Regions from separate parts of the Sus scrofa genome. Here region 2 is linked to region 1. The links are chromatin contacts, called in public promoter capture Hi-C maps. All regions are on one chromosome and are shown on one strand. Each heading gives the region's core, a stretch centred on a gene start, on an enhancer-like site or on the middle of the called end of the contact. The rest is flanking DNA. Distances are from core to core; before and after follow the strand shown.

Region 1 (5,954 bases), core at 2,305-4,804:
AGTATTAAGAATAGCTATTATTATCCTTGATGGAAAAACTGAAAGAGGAGAAACTGAAGTCGTGGAGGCTGCTTAGGAGGTAATTTAGGAGGACGACTGCATAATCCAAGAAAAGACTCTGAAGACCTGAAGTAAAAGAACAGTGCTGGGAATAGGGAAGAAAGGATATGTTTAAAAGCTCTCATGGAAATGGGATCCCTAGGACTTAGCAAATAATTGACGTGTGAGATGAAGTAAAGGAAGAGATTGAAAGTTGGGCTCTAGGAGGATGTTAGTGTCATAATCCAACTAGTGAAGAGGGGAAAAGGAGCAGATTTGGAAGAGAAGTCAATGAATCTATTTGGAACACATCCAGTTAGAGGCCAGTAATAGCACAACCAGACAGGAAAACATCACGACAAAGATTCTCTTCTTGACCAAACTCTACTCAGATGCCCCTGAAGTCTCTTCTCATGTCCAATTCTCTGCATGGTCCGATTTTAGCAACAAACCTGCTCAGTCGGTTTAGCCAGAATCCCCCATCCTCCATAGGGGATCACCCTCAATATCTAATCAGGTTCTTTGTCCTCCATAATCAGTAGGTGACATCTGGTCACCCTGGTCTGCCTTCGGCAAGAATCCCAGTAGGTCAGTTTAGTTAGGACCCCTCTTACCCTTGATGTTTCCTCTTAGTAATTTCACATCCACTAACCAACCTGCTCCTCCCCACTTGTCCTTCTATTTGGAAATGAGCCCAGCTTTATACTCAGATCTCTTTTCTCTTATTGCAACAGTTTTTTCTAAATAAAATCTGTTTTTACCACTTCATGTCCAGGTCTGGTTTTTCTTAGCAGTAGTTAGGAATTCAGCCTTTTCAAAGGAGAAATCAGAGGTGATAAAGTATTAATGCACATATGGCATTTTGTGTCTCCACACCACCAGCAGAGAAGTTGAGCCAGGTGCTGTGGCTAAATCATGGACTGTTTCTACATTCTACACACTTCTGTTCTCTTTTCTGTTAATATCATTCTTTGTAAATCTCCCGGTGAATTTTCCACTCTTTCTGACTCTCATTATGGGGGTGTGATAGGCAGAATAACAGCTCCCAAAAGACATTCATGTCCCAATCCTTGGAACCTGTGAATATATTACCTTATGTGCCAAAAGGGTCTTGGCAATGGTGAGTAAGTTAAATTTTTTTAAATGAGGGCTTTTTCTGGATTATTCCAGAGGGCCCAGTATAATCTCAAGGGCTCCTACAAAAAGGATAAAAGACAATCAGTGAGAGAGAGAAGTTGGAAGATGCTAACAGCCTGCTAGCTTTGAAGATGGAGGAAGGGACATGAGCCAATGAATGAAGGCAGCCTCTAGAAGCTGGACAAAGCAAGGGAGAAGATTCAGTCCTCAATGCTCCAGAAGGAATACAGCTCTGCTGACATTCATGCTAGCAAAACCCAGTTCAGATTTCTGGCCTTTGGAACTATAAGATAATACATTTTTATTGTTTTAAGCCACTTCTTTTGTAGTAACTTTTCATAGCAGCTATAGGCAACCAATAAAACAGATGTAGGGAATGGGCTAGTCCTCATTAGCACGTGAGCAATGAAAGGTTGTGGGCAGATAACTTTTAAGCACAATTGATGGGTGGTTGGTCTACAGTAGTTCTCAGTAAGAATGAGAATGCCTTGCCCTCTCTAGGGAATATGGGGAAAGTTTGGAAATGTTTTTGTCACAACTGCAGGATGTTACTGGATATTACTGTCACGACTGGATATTACTGTCAACTAGAGACCAGGATGCTATTCAACATTCTACAATGCATAGGAAAGCCCCCCCATAACAAAGAATTGTCCAGTCCAAAATTTCAATAGTGTCAAGATTAAGGAAAAAATTGAATCTGATTCTGACCAAACCTCTAGATCAAACTATTAATGTATTAATTTACAGGAAAGAGAAGGTTCAGGATCCTGTTAAATAGCACCCCATGGATCCAATTAGAGAAATCTATTGGAAAAAGTTATGTTTTTCAACAGATTGTAAGAGTAATAAAAGACAAAGGGATATGGAACAGGGGAATCTACGGGATAAGAGACAAAATAACCAAGTGGAATACATAGACATAATTTGGATCCTAATTCAAATTTATTATAAAAAATGCACACACGCATTTATGAGACAACTCTAAATATTAGCTAGACGATTATGGCATGAAAGAATTATTGCTAACTCAGGTGAATTATTTGTGTCAAGGTAACTTTTTTTTAAAGGAGTCTGTATCTATTAGAACTACATGTTGAAATGTTTACAGATGAAACAATGTATCAAATTTCCTTCAAAATAATACAGGAGAGGGGCTGTGTGTGAAACCAGATTAGGCCATGAGTTGATCATTGTTGAAGTTGGTGAAGGGCACATGGGAGTTTATGATGCTATTCTTTCTACATTTATATGCTCAAAATTTTCCATATTAAAACAGTTTAAAAAGATTACGAAAATGTTTCTATTTTAAAATGTCTATTTTTCAGAGAGAGAATGGTCCCTCTCCCTTTCCTATACGCCCTCATCTCTCCAAATGATCTGTCACATTTGCCATGCTCAGAAATGTGCGCCTAAGCAAAATCAAAAAGAAAACATGGAGTTCCCGTCATGCCGCAGTGGTTAACGAATCCGACTAGGAACCATGAGGTGGCGGGTTCGATCCCTGCCCTTTCTCAGTGTGTTGAGGATGCACCGTTGCCCTGAGCTGTGGTGTAGGTTGCAGACGCGGCTTGGACCCCATGTTGCTGTGGCTCTGGCATAGGCTGGCGGCTACAGCTCCGATTCGATGCCTAGCCTGGGAACATCCATATGCCCCGGGAGCGGCCCAAGAAATGGCAAAAAGACAAAAAAAAAAAAAAAAAGAAAGAAAGAAAACATATGCAGAGTTCACTCACCATTTGTCAGGTGCCGAACAGAAAATATCCCAGTTTAGAATGTGCGGCATTCACTTGTAAAGAGAGAGAAGCTGGGAGGGGTGCTGTTGTTTACTAGATTCCCCTAGTTTTCTGTGGCTCTTGGAAGGAGGAATCCGTACTCAAAAGGCTGAAACCCAGTGCTTAAGCACAAGCTGGGCCGCCACCTCCACCTCCTGTGGGGAAAAAGACCTCCTGGCTCATCCACCTTTAAACCCCCACCACCGAGCACTGTGCAGCACTTGGTGGGCACTCTGCAAATGTTTGAGGAGGGAGGAGGAGGATTTAGCAGGCTTTGTTTTTAAGCAAGCATAAATAAATGTTTTGTGGAGTGTTAGCAACATCCTTCAGTCCTAATCAGAGAGTTTCCTTTTAGAATCACCACAACTGCAAAGTGACCTCACCAGCACAGACGCAGGGCTCCCCATCTTAGCAAGAAGTTTCAGGGAGGTGCTGGGCTGAGGCTGTCAGCTGCTGCTTTGTCAAATAAATCCTATACCTAAAATAACTACTCACACAGGCCCACTCAAGTGCTACAATTTTATTTTTAACCTTTATCATAGTCCTCAAGACAGGTGTGGAGGGCCTTGCCCACAGCCGTTGAGTCACACCTGAGCTCACTCCACCCACCCCTCCTGCTCTCCGGCTAGGGATCTACTCCCATAGAGCACAACCGCTGCACAGCAGAGAGGTGATAACACTGCATGATATACTTAAAAACTTGCTAAAAAGGTAGATTTGATGTCACGTGTTCTTATTACAAAAATAAGCAAACATATTACATAACTAAGTAGGGTGGGAGGAAACTTTTGGGAGGCAATGGGTATGTTTATGGCACATATGGTAATGGTTTCACAGGTGTACAGTTACCTCCAAACTCATTAAGTTGTGTTCATTAAAAACACTTGACCCTTGGGAATTGTTGTTGTGGCGCAGCGGAAACGAATCTGACTAGTATCCATGAGGATGCAGGTGTGATCCCTGGCCTCATCAGTGAGTCGGGGATCCAGCATTGCTGTGAGATGTGGTAATAGGCCATAGGCCGACATCTGCAGCTCTGGCTCGAGCCCTAGCCTGGAACTTCCACATGCTGCGCGTGCAGCCCTGAAAAGAAAAAACAAAAAATAAATAAACACTTGACCCTTGAACACAGGTTTGAACTGCCCAGGTCCCCTTGTATGCAGATTTTTTTCAATAACATACACTACAGTACCACATGATCAGTACCACACCATCAGTGGCTGAGTGAATCCACCAACACAGAGTTACAGATAAGAAGAAACCAAGGATTCAGAAGAACCACCGATACGGAGGGCCAACTACAAGTTATCCCCTGGGATTTTCAGCTTCCCAGGGGGTCAGTGTCTCAACCCCTGAGTTGTTGAAGGATCACTGTAGTTTTTTGCCTATCAATCATACCTCAATAAAGAAGGGTTGCTGAGCTTGCTATTCAAAGGAACCTGGGGTCAAAGAAAACAGAAGGTCTCCAGAGAACTCACTACTCAGGTAGCATTGAAAAAGGACAGCCGGCCAATCTGAATGGTCTTCATTTACCCAGCTGGATATCTATCTATTGTATACAAATATATCTCTTTTTTACTGAGGGTGCAGGATTCACAACTGCTTTCTTAGCATACTTCTGCCAGTCACCAATCTTTTTTACATTTTTATGTTTAATGTAAATAACTTTTTAAAAGTTTTCCACTTTGCCTGTGTCAAGAGCAGATGTTTTGAAAGAGCACAGTTGTGAAAACAAACATGTGATGGCCTAAGGAGTTAGGAGAGAGAATGCCAAAGAAAACACTTCGCAATGAGAGGGGAAAGTATCACGGGGAAGAGGACAGAACAGGGGTTTCGCTGCCTTCCTTACGTTGCTTGTTATGAGAACAATTAACCTGGCACTCACATTCCCTAAGGGATTCTTTTAAAAAGTGGACGCAGAGTAAATAGGACTCCATAGTTACAATAAAGAGCTGATGGAAGTGTTCGCAGCAGGAACCGATATCATACTCTATGAATAATTTTACAACATATGCAATCTCAACATTTATGTATTCTGTCACTTCGGTCAGAGGTAACTCAGGCAGTGTATTTAATCCTAAAAAAAATTCTCCAGACAAGAAACTCTTTCCCTAGAGCCCAAAGAGCCCACAAAGTCCTACCTTCTCAGATTCTCAAAGCTCAGCTGGGGTAAGGATAATTGACAGGCAAGCTTAGACCTACTTTGAAATCTTTTGCAAAATGAAGAATCCATTTATAATGCACATACCAGCCCTAAAGGGATGTTTGAAATCTTGCCATTCATCTTAATAAGATTTCTTAAAATGCTATTTAGCCAGTAATTATTTTTAAGTTTTCCCCACTTGAAGAGCTAAGAGCTAAAGAGCATATTTTACATATATATATAGTCAAATGAATATTTCTTATTTACAGACAAAGTGGATGAATTAAAATAGTTGTTTTGAACTTTCTTTAGAGAATACTTTTATTATATTCTGAATATCTTCCAATTCAGTCTTTTTTTTTTTTTTTTTTTTTTAAGAAAATGTTGAGTTCCTTAAATAGCAACCTTCAAATTAGGTTTGAAATTCAGAAATACCGTGGTGCCTTCCAGGTTGAGGTTCTTAAAGGTCTTTACCTTCCTTCTTGAGTAAGATGCTGGGTAATGGAGGGTGCTTTCAGCATCCTGAGGCAGGGATTGTTACAAATGCAATGGAAGAGAAGCCTTGCTCTGGGCCCTGCTGGGGCCTCTGACCAGCAAAGAGAAACACTGTCTTCTTGTGACATTATCGGCCCTTAGCTACAAAGGGCCAATTCATCTATCTTGAGTGAACCAACTTCAGCTGAGCTTTCTCCCCAGGGGGAAAATTGGCTGCTAAAAAATTCTTTTTGCCAATGCTCGCTTTCTGAATAAAGTACTCACAGTTGACAGATTGCTTTCACATGCATTACCTTGTTTGCTGTCCTCCACTGAGAGTATGCCATGGCCTCAGGATGCCTGGCATACAAAGAGCATTCGGGACC
Region 2 (5,954 bases), core at 1,457-3,956, 310 kb after region 1:
AAATGCAAATGGCCTACAATAGAATGCCAAAGGCTGGCTGATAATTATGGAGCAAATAGAGATGGAAAAATCATTATATTGCAACCATTATGATAAAGATGGGACCAGGCAAAAAAAAAATTCAATGGATAAAGGAGGTTAAGTGTAAGACGAAACTTTGATGAGACACAAGATGTTTGTATTTGTATTATCTTAAATATTTGTATTAACTTAAAGTGTCTCCCCATAGACCACTTGTTAGTTACAGCGGGGAATAAAACAGTAATTGAGCAACAACTTGACAGGATGATTAAAATTAACATCACCTATGTGCTACTGGATGTTATTCCCCCAAAAGAACACAACAGCACCTATACAGTATTTCACCCAGCAAACACGTAACTTCAATCTAAAGAAAATATCAAATACCAAATGAAGAATATTCTCTTTTTAAAAGGGAAGCAAGAGAAACATTCTTCAAAAATGTCAATGTCATAAAAGACAAAGAAATGTTGTGGAACCATTCCAGAATAAAGAAGGTTAAAAGATTTATGGTGGAGTCACCGTCTTGGTGCAGCGGAAACGAATCTGACTAGGAACCATGAGGTTTTGGGTTCGATCCCTGGCCTCGCTCAGTGGGGTAAGGTTCCGTCGTTGCTGTGAGCTGTGGTTATGTCGCAGATGTGGCTGGGATCTGGCGTTGCTGTGGCTCTGGCGCAGGCCCGCAGCAACAGCTCTGATTCGACCCCTAGCCTGGGAACCTCGATATGCCGCGGGTGTGGCCCTAAAAAAGACAAAAAAAAAAAAAAAAAAGAGAATTTCTTAAAAAAGCAAACAAACATATGGTACTGACAGTGTGAATAATTGTTTGTTTTAGCTGTTTCTCATTTATTTTATTACTTGAGGAGTATGATGACACAAAAAAATACTATAAATAGTAACAAAAATTGAAAAGTTTTGTTCACAGACATTCTCAATTATTGGTAACACAAAGAAATACAAAAAGCATACCTGCTGTTGTGAACACTGGGGGATTTTCCTTCGAGGTGGAGTTGGGACAAATGAAGTCTGCTTCCTGACTGATTCTAATCGCTTCTGCAGAGGGGTGGCACCTATAAAGTAATCTTTAAGCCTTAAAGACGCACTCTGTCTAGGAGTCGATTCTGCTGCATCATAAGAATCCATGGTCTACATAGAAAGAAATAAAGCCAGAATTCTAAACATTAAAAAGTTAACGGATGCTCAAAGTTTCGCTGATACCTCTCCCTACTATAAAGGAATTCTCGGAGTTCCCTTCGTGGCGCAGTGGTTAAGGAATCCGACTAGGAGCCATGAAGTTGCAGGTTCGATCCCTGGCCTTGCTCAGTGGGTTAAGGATCTGGCTTTGCTGTGAGCTGTGGTGTAGGTCGCAGACGCGGCTCGGATCCCAACTTGCTGTGGCTCTGGCATAGGCTGGCAGCTACAGCTCCGATTAGACCCCTAGCCTGGGAACCTCCATATGTTGCGGGAGCAGCCCAAGAAATTGCAAAAAGACAAAAATATAAAAAAAATAAAGGAATTCTCTCTCTCCCTCCCACTCCCTACACCCAAACACGTGCCCCCTACCCCAGAATGCTCATTACCCTATTCCTCATGCCTGTCCAGTTTGCTTCTGCTAACTTTTTTATTCAACCTACTGACAGTTAAGCCTTCTTCTCTGGACTCATCTGACTGACTAAATCCAATTCACGCTGCAGGTTTCATCCCTTCAGGAGAAGCTTCCAAGTATCCACAGAGGAGTTAGCTCTCCAGCCAATTCCTCCAGCCCTTGCAGTTCAGAACACAACTTAGCTGTTTTTCTTGTGTTACGTCCGTGAAGGAAGGGACTCTGACTCAAATCATTTTTGCACACCTAAATCCAATCAACCCAAGCCAATGCTGAGCCCAATGCCAAGATATCAAAGTATCTAAGTACTCTAAAGATAACGACCACACAAAACGTCAAAATATAAAGTTTACTGCCAAGCCTGGACCAATAAAAAAGCATCTTACCCAAAAAATGCCGTAATAACGCTGTCAACCATTCCCTTCACGAATCATTCTTCAAGTCTGTATCCAACTACGTTGAGACTGAAATCCTCTGAAGTAAAAAAGCCGCCAAAACGACAGCTAAAATAAAGTCTGGAGGAACCTCTTTCTAAAGTCCCTCTAGTTCTACAAGTGGGTGCACGACCGACACAGACGGGAGCAGCAACAAGACCTCCGGCTCCCTCAGACGCCAGCCGAGCCCGAGACTTCAGGCCGGAAGAACATTTCCGCTGACCCGGCCACCCAGCTCCGTGATCCTCGCTCCTGAGGAGTCGGCTGCTGCCCGCAGAGGCAGCGGGGCAAGAGACAGTGTGTGCCAACTCGCTTTCTCCACCTGAGCCTTCGGGGGCCAAGGCCAGCTCTGAAAAGCCGCCGCTGAGAAGCGGCAATTTAGCGTCAGCCGCCGCCTCTGTTTAAAATCGTTTCCCGACTCGCTCTGCGGCCGGACGCAGGACGTCTCCGTGGAGCCTATTCTAAGCCGGCGAAGCAACTCTGGTCCCCATTTTAACTGAGGGCACGGGAGCGCACTAAACATTGGTAGCGTTCGCGCTCCTAATTGCGCAGTGTTGCGCTCCGTACGTTACCACCGGCACGAAGCGTTCCTTCAAATTTCCGCCCATAGTGAAGATGGCGGAATCCCCCTGCTCTGATTGGTTGAATCCCTCCATTTATCTTGGCTGTTCGCTGGGTGTGTTAAGGGGTGCTTGGCTCCCAGCGGTGGAGTGTGTTCTTCGACCTCCAGTAACGTGTTAGACTTGCTTGCCTTCCTCTTTCTGAAGACCCGAGATCGGCCGTCAGGTTTGAAAGATTTGAAAAGCAAGACTGGGTTCTTGCCTGTTTTCAGGTTCTGCCTGCGGGGAACTTTCGGGGAAGCGTGGAAAGGAAGGGAAGGGCGTCCGCCTCCCGCCTGACCCCTGCTCCCTGTGCGTGGCTGCCGGGTCTCGCCATATGCTGCTATATGGAATCATTCGCTCGTCACTTCTGGCCGAAGCTTTCTTTGCTAATAGAAGTGGTAATGGATGCACTGAGAGGAGGGGGAAAGTCTTAAAAGGTCTTTCCCGTATTCAATTTTCCCAAAGGCCCCAAAGATTTTGCAAATTTATCTAATTTGCAGATAGGTGCACTTGAATGTTCAGCAGACAGGGGCTTAAATATTAAAGAGAGCGTGAACTCCTAGCATTTTAAGGGCTTTGTATGTATTTCCAAAACTGACTTTTGACCACCATCCAACACCTGCAGCTTTTGATTCGTGAGCGTTTCGCCATCCTGCGGCTATAACATGTTCTGCTGGCTAAGTCGGCTATTCAGGGGTTTATCCAGACCCACCGGAAAGACTACCCAGCCGTTCTGGGGTTTTCTCTCCCGAAGTCTGATACTGACTTCACAGAGGAGTATTCCAGGTGAATGCAGAAAAGCTTTGTCCGCTGAACAGCACTTTCTCCTGTTCTCTGTAGCCAGAGTGCTTATTCCATTTATCCCCTAGTCTTGACTGGATAGCTTTATGTGCAGAAGCACATCATTCACTCTCTTGATTTCTTATGATGTAGTTTTCCTCCTGCAGTTTTAAAAAGACTAGAAAAGTAGTCACATGAATATAAGCTATTCATTTAGTTTTTATGTTGCGAATAAGAAGCCTAAAAAATTCTTTTATACTTTAAATATGGTTTTCTAGTGTACAAGTGACTGTTTTCACTCCAGATTCATACTAAAGCTAGTTACTCTACTTCTGTAATTCCCAAGACCCTGTTTTGTTTGGGGAAGAAATGTGCACTATTATGAAGAGTGCATTTTGGGTCAGTGCAAATGCTGGGTGATAAAAAATATTTAGATTCCTTTTTTTATTATTAAAATATAGGGAGTTCCCGTCGTGGCGCAGTGGTTAACGAATCCGACTAGGAACCATGAGGTTGCGGGTTCGGTCCCTGCCCTTGCTCAGTGGGTGACGATCCGGCGTTGCCGTGAGCTGTGGTGTAGGTTGCAGACGCGGCTCGGATCCCGCGTTGCTGTGGCTCTGGCGTAGGCCGGTGGCTACAGCTCTGATTCAACCCCTAGCCTGGGAACCTCCATATGCCGCGGGAGCGGCCCAAGAAATAGCAACAACAACAACAAAAAGACAAAAGACAAAAAAAAAAAAAAAATAATAAAATAAAATAAAATATAGTTGATTTACAGTTGTGCCAAGGCAAAAATTTACATTAAGACAGTTACTTGGCTTTTGACACATGTATAGGTAAATTTCATAGTGATTGATTACATTCTTTGTAAATATCATCCATTAAGATAGGAATGATATGAACTGAAAGTATATTCTCAAACAATTTGCAAATAATGTACTTTTAATCTTCCTTTTTTTCTCTTCTTTTTTTAAGAACTCAGTAGCTTTGTTGCCCGAACCAACACTTGTGGAGAGTTGCGTTCGTCTCACTTAGGCCAAGAAGTCACCTTGTGTGGATGGATTCAGTACCGCAGGTAGATAGAAACAGTTTAAGAATACATGGTGATAGGAGTTCTGTCATGGTGAAGTGGTTAACGAATCCGACAAGAACCATGAGGTTGCGGGTTCGGTCCCTGCCCTTGCTCAGTGGGTTAAGGATCCATTGTTGCCACGAGCTGTGGTGTAGGTTGCAGATGCGACTGGGATCCCGTGTTGCTGTGGCCCTGGCATAGGCTGGCAGCTACAGCTCTGATTAGATCCCTAGCCTGGGAACCTCTATATGCAGTGAGAGCAGCCCTAGAAAAGGCAAAAAGACCCAAAAAAAAAAAAAAAAAAGAATACATGGTGATAAAAGTAACTGAACACTGGAGTTTCCTGTCATGGCTTAGCAGAAATGAATCCGACTAGGAACCATGAGGTTTCGGGTTCCATCCCTGGCCTCCATCAGTGGGTTAAAGATCTGGTGTTACCCTGAGCTGTGGTGTAGGTCACAGACTGGGGTCAGATCCTGCATTGCTCTGGCTGTGGTGTAGGCCAGTGGCTCCGATTTGACTCCAGTCTGGGGACCTCCATATGCAGCGGGAGCAGCCCTAAAAAAGACAAAAAAAAATAAATAAGTTACTGAACCCTGGGACCAATAATTGGGTAAGCTGTTAAGCATCAGTAGCATAAAAAAGCATTGTTTATGTTTAGGTAGAGAAAAAGCCTAAAAAGATGAAGAGTGATTCCTCAGTGGTAGAGCCCATTTGTTCATCTCTATATTACAAAGCATATTTGAGGGAGTTCTCTGATGGCCTAGTGGGATGAGGCTTCCACACTCTTACTACTGTGGCTCTGGTTGCTGCTCTGCAGGGTAGGTTCAGTCCCTGGCCCAGGAATTCCCACATACTGCCTGTGTAGCAAAAAAAAAAAAGAGAGAGAACGTGAAATAAACATTGCAACTCTCATTTTAAAAAAAACAAAACATGGAGTTCCCGTCGTGGCTCAGTGGTTAACAAATACGACTAGGAACCATGAGGTTGCGGGTTCAATCCCTGGCCTTGCTCAGTGGCTTAAGGATCTGGAGTTGCCGTGAGCTGTGGTGTAGGTTGCAGAGGTGGCTGGGGTCCTGCGTTGCTGTGGCTCTGGCGTAGGCCGGTGGCTACAGCTCCAATTCAACCCCTAGCCTGGGAACCCTCCATATGCCACGGGAGCGGCCCTAGAAAAGGCAAAAAGACAAAAAACAAACAAAAAAACATATTTGAATAATACATTAATTCACAGTGAAGAGATCCAAAATACATAGATTGTGTGAACTTCCTAAAGAATATGTCCCAAATGGGTGGCTATTTTACGCATACACTGAGTGACTTTTATCTCCTGAACTCAAAATCTGAGGAGGCTTTCTGTACTTCTTCCTGGTACTAAGAATAATGAGAGATAGAAAAAGGAAAAAAAGAAAATTATGAGAAAGATTGAATGCTAAAATGTTGGG

The links. Promoter capture Hi-C pulls out the DNA fragments that hold promoters and counts their contacts.
Region 2: a contact with region 1 is called in a promoter capture Hi-C map of liver, with 4 times the contacts expected there. The contact joins the promoter of DARS2 here to the enhancer-like site in region 1. A contact is called at or near these places in 3 of 5 promoter capture datasets (fetal liver and liver), 10 of 47 Hi-C or Micro-C datasets (alveolar macrophages, brain, embryonic fibroblasts and 6 more) and 2 of 2 datasets of contacts at active chromatin or transcription factors (alveolar macrophages and skeletal muscle).

Annotation. Positions count from the first base shown.
Region 1 is chr9:115,794,452-115,800,405 of Sscrofa11.1, forward strand. It overlaps a transcript of TNFSF4 not described here. Among named protein-coding and RNA genes, the nearest start is that of PRDX6, 60 kb to the right of the region's middle. Within about 2 kb of position 3,555, at least 8 of the 83 cell types and tissues checked have an H3K27ac peak or open chromatin away from gene starts, as enhancers often do. A contact at or near this core is called in epiblast stem cells and liver, where this site is marked.
Region 2 is chr9:116,107,264-116,113,217 of Sscrofa11.1, forward strand. DARS2 (aspartate--tRNA ligase, mitochondrial) reads left to right here and starts at 2,707. Exons shown (of 19, transcript XM_021063655.1): 1 at 2,707-2,844; 2 at 3,286-3,446; 3 at 4,416-4,515. The coding sequence starts at 3,326. CENPL (centromere protein L) reads right to left here and starts at 2,559. Exons shown (of 5, transcript XM_003357541.4): 1 at 2,011-2,559; 2 at 991-1,167. The coding sequence starts at 1,164.